Linked DNA regions of Macaca mulatta: region 1 is linked to region 2. Evidence: chromatin contacts called from public Hi-C data. All regions are on one chromosome and are shown on one strand. The core of a region is the stretch at or near the end of the contact, and the rest is flanking DNA. Distances in the headings are between cores, read along the strand shown. Region 1 overlaps DCP1B (decapping mRNA 1B). Region 2 overlaps WNT5B (Wnt family member 5B).

Region 1 (4,440 bases), core at 211-2,710, 320 kb after region 2:
TTCATAAGGAAGGGAGAAGTGTTACTGTTTTCATTCCAGTGATAAGGAAATGAAGGGGAGAAGACGGTAAAGCAAGGCGACCACAGATCCCTAAGTGCCAATGCCAGACTGAACACACAGGTCCTGGTAGACGGCAAACGAAGGCCAGACCAGCAGCTGCGGGCCTCTCCCGACAACTGGAGCATGGCCCCCGACACCGCAGCCATGGCACAGAGGAGCCGTTTGATTAAATGCTGCTCCCATTTAATCCTCATATGGACCTTGTGAGGGTCTTTCATTTTCTAAGTGAGAAAACCACGTCCCAGAGATGTGCTTGTTCAGGAACTGAAGGCGGGTCTGTGTGACTCCACAGCTGGGTGCTCTGTCCCCACACCAGACAGCTCCGGCTTCTGGAACTTCCGCCAGGTTGAAGCCCACTGCACTGGATAAGGCTGCCTCTATGAACAGAAATCTCAGGGCTCCACCTGAGATTCAATTAGCTGAAAACTGCTGCCTGGGAACCAGTGGCACCTAAGGAGTGGCGTCCATGATGTTCTCAGAATTTGGGCTGAGTGGAAAGAAGAAAAGCCCATTTATTTATGAAATCTAACTTTGGGTGCCTTAGATAACCCTTTTTGATCTGTTTCTTGGACTCACTAGAGAAAGTCCTTTTGTACAAAGACACTCTCATCTGCTCTGCTGTGTAGAAGAAATAAGCACTCCATCACCAACTGCCCTTTAAAGGCTGCCTTCGTCTTTGGTCTAAATGAATTGGGCCTGTCCCTTTTGAAATGATTTATTCCAGTAAAGGATGGAGAATTTGTTATTTTTCAAAACAGATGACTGTGGTGTTGACCTAGAAAGGCCCGACTGAAGCCTGCAGGGTAGGTCTGACCGTGCTGGGCTTGGGTTTGTTCCTCTGTTGCATCAGAACACGGGCACCTTTTCACATCAGGTACTGCAACTGATATTCCTTTCTGTGCTGTTTACTCAATTCTGAAGCAAAAGAAGAAATATTTCATGAAATTAATCATTTGCTACTGCAAATATGTTAGGAACATTAAGTATGGAATTCATCTCTCCTTAGCTAGTGAGGCAACTCTAAACATGTCATTAAGATCAAAGATATATTTTTAAGGTTGCCAGCAGTTAAGCAGATCATTGATTTTGTCCCATTTTTGTACATGTGTTGCTGAAGCAAGCACTATTATCATTGGCTTTGGAATAACAGATCCAAGTGTGTCTCTGTCCTTGCCCTGTTCTCCTTATAAGACTATTGAGATACCATATATGCAATTATTAATTTCAAGTGTTTTGTGAAAACTTTGCATGGTTTATCACTATGTTAGATGTTGTAGGTGATACGAAAGAAACAGAAGAAGTCAGCGCTTCCTAAATGTTGGAGGATAACACAGTAGACTCCTCGCCAAGGTCCGGCATATGACAAGGGTTCAGTAATAGTCAATCCCTTTTCCACCCACCCTTTCTCTTCACAAGAAAAAGCACCTTCCTGCGGAAGAGTAGGGGAGGTGGTGTTCTAACAATGCTTTCACTTGATGGCATGGCTGAACAAAGGTCTAGTGCTTCAAGTCCAAGCCTAGGTCTCAGAAACTGTAGGGAAACCTGTTTTCCTCATGCTTCCATGTTATGAACTATAAAATGAGAATAACAATTACTGCCTACTGTGCAGTAATCTAAGATCTTTTTATTATCCGAGAATAAGAAGGGCTATAGAAACGCAAAGCTTTATTTATTATGAATACTCAGCAGGGACTGATTCCCATACATACTCTTAACAACTTGGCAGGGGCTCGTCCGACTCCTTCCAAGATTAAGCTCCTCATCTCTGTGAACATAAAACTCGATCTTCTACACAGCTTGCAGATCATGACGCCCTGAACATCACAGTCACAATCTCCTGTGCCCTCCCCCTCAGCATGTTCTGCGAAGGGTGATATACTATCCATTCGGAAGCTTAGGCGGGCACATCCTGCTGCTTGGGTCCAAAAGAAATACCATGGGCTGGGATGGATGAAGTGTTGCTGGAAATCTGGGCCATTTGTCAACTCCTAGAACATCTATCCTCTAGAAACCAGCTATAAATACCTTTAGAAATAACTTCCTTCAAAGGATTGGGTAAAACATGCCAACTGGGTTTTTACAAATGAAAGGTTTACTTTGGTAAAAGAAAACTGTCATTACTTCCAAAGGCTCATTAAAACCTTTGTAGGCGAACTTGTGGGACGACACTGCCACCTGGTGGTCGGCGTGCACTGTGCACACTGAACTCCCTAATGGAAATTATACACTGCTCAAAGAACAGCCCTTCCCACGGAGACACCAATTCTTCTAAAGTGGCCCCACACATGTAAGGAGACATACTTTAAGCTTGGCATTTACTTGAGTGACCTGAGCAAAGAATTTTCCTACCCACTCAATTCTTGGTACCAGGTGTACTGAAGGACATGATTTCTAAAAGCAAAACAAAACAAAACACTTGAAAGGCAGGCCCGGTGGTGACAAAATCTCTCAGCATTTGCTTGTCTGTAAAGGATTTTATTTCTCCTTCGCTTATGAGGCTTAGTTTGGCTGGATATGAAATTCTGGGTTGAAAATTCTATTCTTTTTTTTTTTCTTTTTTAAGACAGAGTCTTGCTCTGCCGCCCAGGCTGGAGTGCAGTGGTGCGATCTCCGCTCACTGCAAGCTCCGCCTCCCGGGTTTACGCCATTCTCCTGCCTCAGCCTCCCGAGTAGCTGGGACTATAGGTACCCGCCACCACGCCTGGCTAATTTTTTGTATTTTTAGTACAGACGGGGTTTCACCGTGTTAGCCAGGATGGTCTTGATCTGACTTTGTGATCCCCCCGTCTTGGCCTCCCAAAGTGCTGGGATTACAGGCGTGAGTCACCACGCCTGGCCCCTGAAAATTCTATTCTTTAAGAATGTTGAATATTGGCCCCGACTCTCTTCTGGCTTGTAGGGTTTCTCCAGAGATATCCACTGTTAGTCTGATGGGCTTCCCTTTGTGGGTAACTTGACCTTTCTCTCTGGCTGCCCTTAACATTTTTTCCTTCATTTCAACATAGGTGAATCTGACAATCATGTGTCTTGGGGTTGCTCTTCTTGAGGAGTATCTTTGTGGTGTTCTCTGTATTTCCTGAATTTGAATGTTGGCCTGCCTTGCTAGGTTGGGGAAGTTCTCCTGGATAATATCCTGGAGAGTGTTTTCCAACTTGGTTCCATTTTCCCTGTCACTTTCAGGTACACCAATCAAACATAGGTTTGGTCTTTTCAAGTAGTCCCATATTTCTTGGAGGCTTTGTTCGTTCCTTTTCATTTTTTTTCTCAAATCTTGTCTTCATGCTTTATTTCATTAAGTTGATCTTCAATCTCTGATATCCTTTCTTCTGCTTGATCAATTCAGCTGTTGATACTTGTGTACGCTTCACGAAGTTCTCGTGCTGTGTTTTTCAGCTCCATCGTGTCATTTATGTTCTTCTCTAAACTGGTTATTCTAGTTAGCAATTCCTCTAACCTTTTTTCAAGGTTCCTAGCTTCCTTGCGCTGGGTTAGAACATGCTCCTTTAGCTCGGAAGAGTTTACTACCCACCTTCTGAAGCCTACTTCTGTCAATTCATTCTCCATCCAGTTTTGTTCCCTTGCTGGTGAGGAGTTGTGATCCTTTGGAGAAGAAGAGGTATTCTGGTTTTTGGAATTTTTAGCCTTTTTGCGTTGTTTTTTCCTCATCTTCGTGGATTTATCTTTGATGTTGGTGACCTTCGGATGGGGTTTTTGTGTGGACGTCTTTTTTGTTAATGATGGTATTCCTTTCTGTTTGTTAGTTTTCCTTCTAACAGGCCTCTCTGCACTAAATATGGAAAGGAAAAACTGGTACCAGCCACTGCAAAAAACATCAAATTGTAAAGACCACTGACATTATGAAGAAACTGCATCAACTAATGGGCAAAATAACCAGCTAGCATCATAATGACAGGATCAAGTCCACCCATAACAGTATTAACCTTAAATGTAAATGGGCTAAATGACTCGATTAGAAGACACAGACTGGCAAATTGGATAACGAGTCAAGACCCATCGGTGTGCTGTATTCAGGATACCCATCTCACGTGCAAAGACACACATAGGCTCAAGATAAAGGGATGGAGGACTATTTACCAAGCAAATGGAAAGCAAAAAAAAAAAAAAAAAAAAAAAAAAAAAAAAAAAAAAAAGCAGAGGTTACAATCCTAGTATCTGATAAAACAGACTTTAAACCAACAAAGATCAGAAAAGACAAAGGCATTACATAATGGTAAAGGGAACAATGCAACAAGAAGAGTTAACTATCCTAAATATATATGCACCCAACACAGGAGCACCCAGATTCATAAAGCAAGTTCCTAGAAACCTACAAAGAGACTTAAACTCCTACATAATAACAGAGGGAGACTTTAACACCCC
Region 2 (4,753 bases), core at 552-3,051:
GTGTTGCCTCCTCGGGAGAGGTCAGATTCACAGAGGCTGCTTTCAGCTCTGCTGAGCTGTGCTATGGTGTCCGCACGTGCCTGTGACCAGGCAGGTGCCACCCACTCTTCCCCTTTCCCCTGCTGCTGAGTCCGTCTCACTTTATTGCCCTTAATTGTTTGTTGACTTGTCTGGGCTCTTATCTGGCAGCCTTCTCTCCCATCGAGCTTGTTCCTGGCTCCACACCTTCCCTGTCTGTCTCCCCGCTTAGCCCCTTCCTTCAGGCGCCACACCTCTCCTCTTCCTTAACTCCTTATCTCTCCCTTTGCCTCTGCCTGCTTCAGGTTGGGAATTCCTGGCCCTGTCTATTTTTTATCCTCTCCAAGGAACAGGCCTCGGCCATCAGTCATCATCTGAGGCCGGAGGTATTCACTGCCTGCCTCCTCACACCGACACACAAAGTTCTCCGGCAAGGACTGAGTGATGGCTGGGATGGAAAATAGACAAGTATTTTAGAACCAGATTAAAAAGAAGAAAAGATTATCCAGGATCTGACGTCTTGACACAGAGTCAATCTTAAGCTCCTTTGCCAGAAGTTTCTCCTGGCCTGCAAGAGCATCTGATAGCTCCTTCTTAGACAGTGGCGACAGCACCCGCGGCTGATGTTGTTCTGCCACTGAAGGGTTTGTAAGCATTTTCCAGATAAAAGCCTGGTGCCTAATCCTGTGACATTCCTGTCTGTCACCAGGCTCAACACACCATTAGATAGAAGTGGAAGAGGAGCTGAGAGGGCTTTTCCAGGGACAAATTGTAGAACTAAAATATTTTTTAAAGCTTTTTTTTTTTTTGGCTTTTTGAGTTAGCAGTCTGGGCTGAAAATTGGCATTTCCCCCTATCGCCTACAAAAGGAGCTTGTGTGTGTGTATATATATATGTTGATATATATATATCAATAGTAAAATATGAAAAACATTGCAGATATTCCTATCTCTACAACATCTTTGAATTAGGGAAAGGATGGAGGGGGTGTTTAAACTGGTGCGCTTCCTCTTGGATTTGTTTTCCTAAAATTCTGCTCCTTGCCCTCCAGAGTCTTGCTCCGACTCTCCTTCCCCAACTCTGTCTGTTTGCCCTGCGAGAGATGCTTATCCGTGCCCTGAGCTGCTAAGCAACAAGGTGCGCAGTTTCCAACCCTTAATGTTTCCTTCTCTCAGCAATGCCAGACGCCTGTCATCCCTCTCTAAACCAAGGACCATTTCCAGAGGAATGTCAGGCTGCAGCTCAGACCCAGGGCATTTGCGCCGGAAGGGTAATTGCAGGCCCCGTCTTTGAAGTGTCTGTGGGAATAGGGTGTCAGTTCCTTTATGTCTTGGACCTGGAGCTGCCCGGCTAAGTGCTGGTGCCTTTCACCTTGGGAAGAGCCTTCCTTTCCTTCCTCCTCTGCTCTCAGCCAACTTTGAGCCCCAAGATGGGAGTGGATAAGTGCTTGTTGTTCTGACTCCTTTCTGGGTGGCCTTGGAGGTTAGTGAGCCTCTCTAGAGCTTCAGTTTTTCCACCATAAAATAGTGGGAATAATTCCGTCCCGGAAAAAACTCAGGAAGACTTTTGACAACAGTCGCATGCACTGATGATGGCTGCGCTGTCTCTTGCACCTGCAGTGGTCTCTGCTTAGCTCTGAATAAAGACACGATCTGGGGGCTCTTGAAAAGAAATCTAAGAGAAACCCTTGAAAAATGAGTCCTGACTCAGTTGGTGACAATGGCTGTGCATAAGAAAATGGTCTGCAGCCGGCTTGCGTTTTCATCCCGCCGTCTGCACGCCTGGGCCTGCTGCCAGGGTTGGTTGCCATGGTGCGTCCGTGTGCTGCCGTTGAAAGCACTTTGTACGCAGCTTTCTGGTCTGCTCTTGCTTTTACGTTTTGATTTGGGATAACTCAAGTTCGCATCTACTCCACGTTGCGATGTTCTGTGACTTCTGGGTTAGACTTGTTTTCGACAAAGTGCTCCCGCAGGCAGGCCCAGCCACTTGCAGTTCCCTTGCACGTTGCCTCACTGTGTCACTCCGCCTCTCCTGGGGGGTCTGGGGGCTGCTAGAGAGGAAGACAAGTGGTCTTGCTTACAAATGGATGGCGTATGGCAAGACTCCTGATGACTCCATGGAGCTAGTGACCACGTGGCAACATGGGGAAAGGGGCCATTTAATTCTCAGGGTATTTGACAAGATCAGGGAGAGTTTTGGGCTAACCAGGGCTATGCCAGGGATTTCTGTGATAGGCTTGTGATACAACTGGATTCTTTTTTCTGACTTGTGCTCCTATCATGCAAAAGCTCGACACATTTTGTTGTTTTGTTGTGTTTTGCTTTGTTTCTAGAGATGGAGTCTTGCCCTGTTGCCCAGGCTGGAGTGCAGTGGCACAGTCATAGCTTGCTGCATCCTCAAATTCCTGGGCTCAAGTGATCCTCCTTCCTTGGCCTCCCCAGTAGCTGGGACTACAGGCACTAGCCACAGTGCCTGGCTGTATTTTGTTGGATATTATTTATTTGTTTGAGGCTTTGATCAAGACGGAGATATCTTTGTTTTCCGATTGTGAAAAGGATGCATTGATTGTAACAGGTTTTGAAGAATGAGAAACTGATAGAGTAGAGAGTGAAAGTGCCTCGGTGCCATCCTCTTGGCTGATAGGAACAGGTTGCCTTGCCTCCCCGGTGTTATTTTCTGTGGCGCCCCTTTCATGTTTTCCCTCTGAGCACCCGAGCACCCTGGAAGGATCTTTGCATGCATTTGAAAAGCTATCTCTCCCCATACCCTACCTGCCCCTCCTGTGTCCGAGGCCTGTGACTACCCCAGCCACCCTCTGGGCCTCTTCTGCCGGGATCCTCCTTTTTACTCCCTTCTTTCTCCTCCCCTAGGCTGTGTATAAGATGGCAGACGTAGCCTGCAAATGCCACGGCGTCTCGGGGTCCTGCAGCCTCAAGACCTGCTGGCTACAGCTGGCCGAGTTCCGCAAGGTGGGGGACCGGCTGAAGGAGAAGTACGACAGTGCGGCCGCCATGCGCGTCACCCGCAAGGGCCGGCTGGAGCTGGTCAACAGCCGCTTCACCCAGCCCACCCCGGAGGACCTGGTCTACGTGGACCCCAGCCCTGACTACTGCCTGCGCAATGAGAGCACGGGCTCCCTGGGCACGCAGGGTCGCCTCTGCAACAAGACCTCGGAGGGCATGGATGGCTGTGAGCTCATGTGCTGCGGGCGTGGCTACAACCAGTTCAAGAGCGTGCAGGTAGAGCGCTGCCACTGCAAGTTCCACTGGTGCTGCTTCGTCAAGTGCAAGAAGTGCACCGAGATCGTGGACCAGTACATCTGTAAATAGCCCGGGGGGCCTGCTCCCGGCCCCCCTGCACTCTGCCTCACAAAGGTCTATATTATATAAATCTATATAAATCTATTTTATATTTGTATAAATAAATGGATGGATGCTAAATAATGAAAAGATGAAAATGGAAAGGAAAAGCTTATTTAAGAGATGCTGGAGATCTTTGAGGAGTGGACTTTGCTGGTTCTCTCCTCCTGGTGGGTGGGAAACGGGGCTTTTTCTCTCCCTCTGGCGAGGACTCTCAGGATGTAGGGACTTGGAAATATTTTCTGTCTGTCCACCATGGCCTGGAGGAGGGAGGTTGTGGTTGGATGGAGGAGACGAGCTTGTCTGGAAGTCTGGAGTCTTTGTTGGTTAGATGACTGCCTGTGACCCTGGCCACTAGGCCAAGAGGCCCTACGAAGGTGGCGGGAACTCAGCTTCAACCTCGATGTCTTCAGGGTCTTGCCCAGAATGTAGATTGGTTCCCTAAGAGGCCTGGTGCCCTCTTACTCTTTCATTCCCGTGCATATGTGCAGCATCTACAGTTTACAGGAACGGCTCCTTCCCTAAAATGAGAAGTCCAAGGTCCTCTCTGGCCCAGTGACCACAAAGAGCTCTGCACCTCCTGGACTTTGGGCCTGCCTTTCCAGCGAGAATTCTTCATCCTCCACCGTTCACTAGCTCCTGCCTGAAGAGGAATGGGGGCCGTTTGACCTGACACGTCAGGAAAGCCCTGAGCTGAATGTTTGCGCCTGGGCTGCAGAAGCCTGGGTGTGTGACCGGGCTGCGTGGACGTCATGCTGTCTTCCCCCCACGGGAGGGGAAGCTTGAGCTGCTGCTGTCACTCCTCCACCGAGGGAGGCCTCACAAACCACAGGACACGGCGACAGGTCAGGCTGGCGGGCCCGGCGTGCTCATCATCTCTGTCCCAGGTGTACAGTTTCTCGCTGACATTAAATGCCCTTCGTGGCGGTTTCGCTCCCTTTCCTTATTTGGACCCACACTGACCTTTCATGAGTCTCCTTTTATTTTTTATTTGATCTTTAGAACTCTCCTCCGCAGTGTGGAAGAGGGTAAGGAAACTGAGACTCCTTAGACTATATAGTCTGGTGATTAGGGAGAGGGACAGAAGAATGTTTTGAGAATTAAATAAGGTGATGCATTTAGGCATCACCCCAAGGACTAGCACACAGTTAGACACTCAGGAAGCGGTAGCCATTACTATTACTACTGTGAACAAGGGAATTCAGAGATTTAAGCTGAAACCTCACATTTACCTTCCTCTTTCCCTTCCCCCATTTGATAGCGTGTCAAGCGAACCCTGGCTTGTTCCCTGGGTCCCTGGTAAAGCACGGGTGATGGAGATGCCCTTTGCTGTCTGCTCTGTGTTGCTGTCTGCAGTTTTGGACTCCAGTATCTGG

What was found. A called contact is a pair of places that touch in the nucleus more often than the background predicts.
Region 1: a Hi-C map of fetal cortical plate shows a contact between it and region 2, with 2.5 times the contacts expected there. The contact joins two enhancer-like sites. A contact is called at or near these places in 6 of 14 Hi-C or Micro-C datasets (CD4 T cells, blood, cortical neurons and 3 more).

What each region holds. Positions count from the first base shown.
Region 1 is chr11:2,807,806-2,812,245 of T2T-MMU8v2.0, forward strand. It overlaps DCP1B (decapping mRNA 1B), which reads right to left. Exons shown (of 9, transcript XM_028829155.2): 9 at 764-975. The coding sequence ends at 970. Among named protein-coding and RNA genes, the nearest start is that of CACNA2D4, 28 kb to the left of the region's middle. Within about 2 kb of position 1,461, at least 6 of the 40 cell types and tissues checked have an H3K27ac peak or open chromatin away from gene starts, as enhancers often do. A contact at or near this core is called in fetal cortical plate, where this site is marked.
Region 2 is chr11:2,488,455-2,493,207 of T2T-MMU8v2.0, forward strand. WNT5B (Wnt family member 5B) reads left to right here. Exons shown (of 5, transcript XM_077953265.1): 5 at 2,889-3,475. The coding sequence ends at 3,347. Among named protein-coding and RNA genes, the nearest start is that of FBXL14, 55 kb to the left of the region's middle. Within about 2 kb of position 1,802, at least 8 of the 40 cell types and tissues checked have an H3K27ac peak or open chromatin away from gene starts, as enhancers often do. A contact at or near this core is called in fetal cortical plate, where this site is marked.